Linked DNA regions of Mus musculus: region 1 is linked to region 2. The links are chromatin contacts, called in public HiChIP or PLAC-seq maps. All regions are on one chromosome and are shown on one strand. Each heading gives the region's core, a stretch centred on a gene start, on an enhancer-like site or on the middle of the called end of the contact. The rest is flanking DNA. Distances are from core to core; before and after follow the strand shown.

Region 1 (2,705 bases), core at 129-2,628, 54 kb after region 2:
AGACTCCCAGATTGCTTCTTTAAGGGCAGATGGTCTGTGACGCCACAGCTCATGTGCATCATGGGAAGTGGGATATGAGTCAGGCTGTGTGGTAGGAAGATCCTGAAGCAACTAGTCGTGTGGCATCCAAAATCATGAAGCAGAGGGCGGTGAGTCCACTGCTATCCAATTCCCTCTCTACTTACACAGCCCAAGATTCCACCTAGGGAATGGTGCCACCCACAGTGGGCAGGTCTTCTCAGCACAACACAGTCGAGATCACCTCCATAGCCATGACCAAAGGCCTGACTACCAGATGACTCTACTGTTGGTTACACTGATAACAAACACTAGTCATCAAGGGTCCTAACCAGCCTTTCTCCAGCCTAGACCACCCACCAAGGTCTTCTTCCCAACACATATCCCAGCTCACATCCAGCCCCCAACCCCCACCTGAACATCATCTATCACTTCTGGTCCTAAGTCTGATGTCTCCAGCTCTACCAGTCCCCAAGGCCATACCCTCCACACAGAATATGGGGCACTATTGACCCATCAGAGAAGGTTTTATTGATGATTAGAACAGAGGCCCTTGAGAGACTTGTGCCCATGGATGTCTGCCCACTATCCTGCGTACGGATCCACACCCACACACATACAGGAAACATGAAGTAGACTCAGTGGGGTTTTCAAAATCTAAGCACAGGAGATTGGGAAAGAGAAGCAGAGTCGGAGAGAGAGGAGGAAATGAGGAGAAACAAAAGAGGAGTGGAGCTGATCAAAACATGAATGCATGAACTTCTCAAACAGAAAAAAAAAGCCCTTGGCACTGGCTTGGCTCTGCCCAGCTGGGTGATGCTGCTTCTCCATCCAGTTCCCAGGACACCACTCCATCCTTAGAAAAATCATTTCTAAGATTCTGAGAAGTTTCAGATGGCTCAACTTCCAGAAGCAAGAAGTTGGGACCACCTGGACATCACTTGGGGAAGGGCAGGCTAGACGAGCTATACAACTGTTTCTGTGTTAAGCAATGCCAGTGTCTAGATGCCACCTCCACTGGCCACTGGAGCAAGGGAAGATGAAGGCAGCCTAGGGGGTTAAACCATCCATGCCATCAGCAGAATGGAGACTCTGTAGGAACAGATTACTCAACATGGTCTAGACATACCCAGTCAGACTCAGAGCAACAGGAAGATAGGATGTTCTCAAAGGTAAGGCCTACAGAGAGTAATAAAGGGCCTGGAATTCCTGCCCATGTGAGCGCAGGCTCTCCGATCCAATGCTAATCAGATTCTGAGAGGATTCCAAACTCCGGCTTTCTTGTCTTTGGAAAAGCCCAGAAGGTATTGGGCAGAAGCCTACTGAGTCATCCAAACCACGCTCTTCAGCTCTCCCCCACCACACAGCACCCTGAGGAAGTTCGCCCCAAGCTCAGACTTTACACAGATCAAAAAATCTCTGCATTCAGACTCCAAAGAAACACGGGCCGATTACAACATCCATGTCTGTTTCAAGTAAAAATCCCATCTTAGTTTCATGAATCAATGAGTACATGTTTGAATTAACACCAGTATTTATTGAGGTTTAACAAGAGCCCATACCAATGCCTATCTCTCAGCTTTATCTGCATGTCCCTTATAGAGTTATTAAAACCCCAAAATATAATTTTAATAATCAGTGGGATTTTAATTAACACACAATAATGATCCCCATTCAATGGAACGCCTCTGATTCAGAAAGTAATTATTCATTCACGACACTTAATTTGAAGCGTTACCACAGATTTGTATCTCCTAAAGCCACAAGAAGTTTGAGCATAATAGTTCTTGTTAGAACTTATAGAGCAAGTTCACTTCAGAGCAAGACTGGAGACCAGGTTCCAAAGGAGGAGAGAAGATACAGGGAGGACCTGAAACAGGCTGGTGGCACCCTGAGGAAGGAGCAGAATGTGGTCTTAGAAATGATTGTCACCTGGCTGTCACTCAGGACATGGCCCCACACTCTCTCCTGCACGAGTCTCTGGTCCTGTGTCTTAGAACCATTTTAGACAGAGAATTCATTGCCACAAAAAAAGAATGCCCAGAGTCACTTGGAAAGTCACTGGCTCCCTAGACCACCATGTTCTCATCTATCAATCTAGACATCCAGATTGGCCCTGCCTCTCTGTAGACCATCAGGGGGACAGGACTGGGAACAATGAATGGAGGTAAGGCCAACTTAGGCCATCATATGTAAGCACAGACTAGACCAGCTTCAGAGACCCAGAGCAGACTTCGACGTTTTCCAGGCACCCCAGGGAGGAATTGTCTCCTCTTACCATTACCCATCCTGCCATAGCAAGGAGCTTAACGTTTAGTGGCACTCGGTTCAGCACTAACTGAGACATGAGCTATGCTGAGCTAGGGCAGGGCTATACTAAAGTAAGAGAGAGAGGAGTTGCTAACTCTGATACGTTCCCTGGAAACTTGTAGTTAGGGGGCCATCACTCTAGGGTCCACGTTAACAAACACCCAGGTGAACCTACAACAGCCAAACACCAAGGAAAGAAGGCTCCTTCACTTGCACATCCTATATCCACTGATTCATTCCACTTGTGAACTCTGAAATCATGTCCTTATTCTCTGTGGCATAGCGCTCTACCCACCGAACCGTGGTTCTAGCCACATTCTTAAGAGCACTAACCCAAGGCCCTCGGACATGAATTAACCCTTCCCTTCCAAGAGAGG
Region 2 (2,700 bases), core at 168-2,667:
GCTGGGATTAGCTTCCGATCAGCCCTGGGTCTGGTATTTCACTGGAGAGAGCAAAGAATTCACTGTGGTTACAAGCCTCTGGATAATTACTGCTGGCTGCAGCGGGTGGTGCCATATAGTTTTGCAGAAAGCAGAACAGCCCGGGGGATGAAATTGTAACATGGCAGCAGTAATAATAATGATAATAATAATAATAATAGTCTACAATCATTAGGCACTTAGTAGATTTACAAACACCTCTCATAACAGCCAGGATTTAGACAGACTTTGGAGCTGACAAAGACACTCTTGGGTCACATCTTCCTTGGACCCCCCAACTGCTGTGGGTGGGGGGCACAGCTGCTGTAGCTTACACAAGAGGGAACTGGTCCACTTTCAGAGAAGTGAATGACTTCTATGTATTGCCATGGACAGAGTGGCTAGGACAGCCAGGGCTTTCTCCTAAGACCTTGGATTCCAGAGCTGCCCACCAAGGGATCTATCTACCCCCGTCTTTTTTTTTTTCCTGCTCTCTGGCCTCAGCTGTGGTGAAAATGCTGACCAGCAATTTTCAGGCTAAGTCTCTAGGTATGAACCCTTCCAAGGAAGACCTTTGCTTTGGAAGATGATGATGAGAAGAGCTGAGGGGTGTGGCTCAGTGGTAAGATGCTCGCCCAAAGCCCTGGGGTCCATCCTGCTTTCTGTCAGAACTGGGAAGCAGTGGGCTATTCTTTAGTCAGGTATTTAAGGAGATGCTTCATACTATCCACCCTTAAGCTCTGCCTCTCCTCTCTAGATTCTAGAAGGTTCTAGCTTAGTGGTCTATAGCAGCTACAATCATATAGCTGGTTTTCCTAGGCAGTGAGAACGTGTCTACTCTATCACCACTCCTCCATTATTCCTCCCTCATGGGGCTTCCCAGGTGGTGCAGCCAGTACTGAGTCAGGCATCTGGCCCTCTGCTGAACATGAGCACATCAGACACTGCTAGGGTGCCCATCCATCGTGGCCACCTAAGTCCTCCAAAGCCTTCCTCCTGGCTAGATAGGCGCAAAGGGAAGGCAGATTACTTGGAGACCAGAGGCTGATGCAACGTTGGAGACCAGTCCCTAGCAGCGTACCATGTGACTACTCCAAGAGTTCAGACATAGGCCACCCCAACCTGCTGGGACTAACGTGGCTGGTCCAACCACTGACTGTCCTTAGCTTCGTTGTGTCAACACCTCCAAATTGTCACCCTTGCAAAGCTGCCTGCTCCCATCATGCATCAGGAGTTATGACACATCTGGAAAACTCCGTATGACAGGGAAGAGAAGGAAATAATAATGTTTGATCTGCTCATAGAATCCTTCCCCTTAACTGTGAATAATCCCCCCCTTCATTAGTCTGCCCATAAAACAAGCTGGCAGAGATCCTCACAGTGCAACACCAGAAACCCACACTGCCGGCTGAGTGAGCGCCCACCCCGTGATGAACTTCCTCTGATGCCCTGCTTTGACTTATCCCTAAGTCCTTTCTTGATTGGAAATAGGAAGATGGAAAGAACTGGCAGTGATTGATACCTCTCTCTCTCTGCCTTCAAGACCCCCTCACACTAAAGCACCGGCAGCTCCGTTTACCAGGAAGGAAACACAGATGGACCCTTCCCCCAGATCTGCACACCTTACTCAGAGCACAGCTGGACTTTCTGGGTAGCCCTGGCTGTGCTTACTGTCTCCTGCCCATCCCAGCAGGAACACAGGACCTGGCCCTAGTACAACATTGGGTGGGGTTGGCTGCTATGCCAGTGAATGAGGGAGAAAAGGAATCAAAGAAGAAAGGAAGAAAGGAAGGAAGGGAGGGAGGGAGGGGAGAAAGCCATCAAACTGAAGTCCCTCCCAGGTCTATGGAAACCTGCAGAACAGGGTCAGAAGCCCTTGCCTCCAGCCCCGAAGATGTCAGCCCTCTCTCAGGAGAACAAATATGATCACTTGTCATTCTGCAATAACAGGGCCTCCCAGATCCCTCGAGATGGCAAAGCAGATGGCAGCCGGGCCAGTGGCTCCTATTTCAAGGGCACCTGACAAAGTGCCCTCTGCTGCCCCGGGGGCCCAGCATTGCCTCCGGTTGCATCATCTCCCTTCCCACTAGGGGAGCGGCCACCTGATGACCTTGAGGGCAGAGGCTGGAGCCAAGTGAAGGCTTTGTCCCTGGCCTTCCCTTTCTCTTCCCTGTAGGCGCTGAACTGGAAGCAGAGATGGATCTGTGTGGGGCAGGCCTGGAGGAGGGATACCAGGGACTGCAGCAGGCCCTCCTGGTGTCATCATGGCCAGGAGGTTAAACAGAAGGAGGAGGCTAACCCTGTGGGCTCTTCTCTAAGGTCCTTATCCTCCTTGCCAGACCAGGCCTCTGTTGGTGTCGCCAGTAGCCTCCTGGGTTTTCTCTGACGCACAGAGTCAATGGTAGCATCAATATCCCTACCCCAGTTACCGATAATCCCTAGGCATCCTATGCCCCTGTGCCTCACCCTACAAAGTCAACCACCCAGAGCCAGACCTCCTCAGTCCCCTGCCCTGCCACCATCACAGTCCCTAGACAATCTTCCTCCAAAGCTCTCCTGGACCACAACACATCCCTTACATTGTGAGGTGTGTGAATTGTCTCCTGGATGCACCAGGGCCCCAAAGCCCTGACAACAACAACAGCAGCAACAACAATAGGCACTGTTAGAGTCTCCTCCTAT

The links. HiChIP or PLAC-seq counts read pairs in DNA pulled down with a chosen protein or histone mark.
Region 1: an H3K4me3 HiChIP or PLAC-seq map of the SCID.adh cell line shows a contact between it and region 2, with 11 read pairs. The contact joins two enhancer-like sites. A contact is called at or near these places in 6 of 484 Hi-C or Micro-C datasets (the N1E-115 cell line, Th1 cells, memory CD8 T cells and 3 more) and 1 of 115 datasets of contacts at active chromatin or transcription factors (the SCID.adh cell line).

The regions. Positions count from the first base shown.
Region 1 is chr12:107,762,998-107,765,702 of GRCm38.p6, forward strand. No RefSeq gene overlaps it. Among named protein-coding and RNA genes, the nearest start is that of 4930465M20Rik, 29 kb to the left of the region's middle. Within about 2 kb of position 1,379, at least 7 of the 459 cell types and tissues checked have an H3K27ac peak or open chromatin away from gene starts, as enhancers often do. A contact at or near this core is called in the SCID.adh cell line, where this site is marked.
Region 2 is chr12:107,709,119-107,711,818 of GRCm38.p6, forward strand. No RefSeq gene overlaps it. Among named protein-coding and RNA genes, the nearest start is that of 4930465M20Rik, 25 kb to the right of the region's middle. Within about 2 kb of position 1,418, at least 8 of the 459 cell types and tissues checked have an H3K27ac peak or open chromatin away from gene starts, as enhancers often do. A contact at or near this core is called in the SCID.adh cell line, where this site is marked.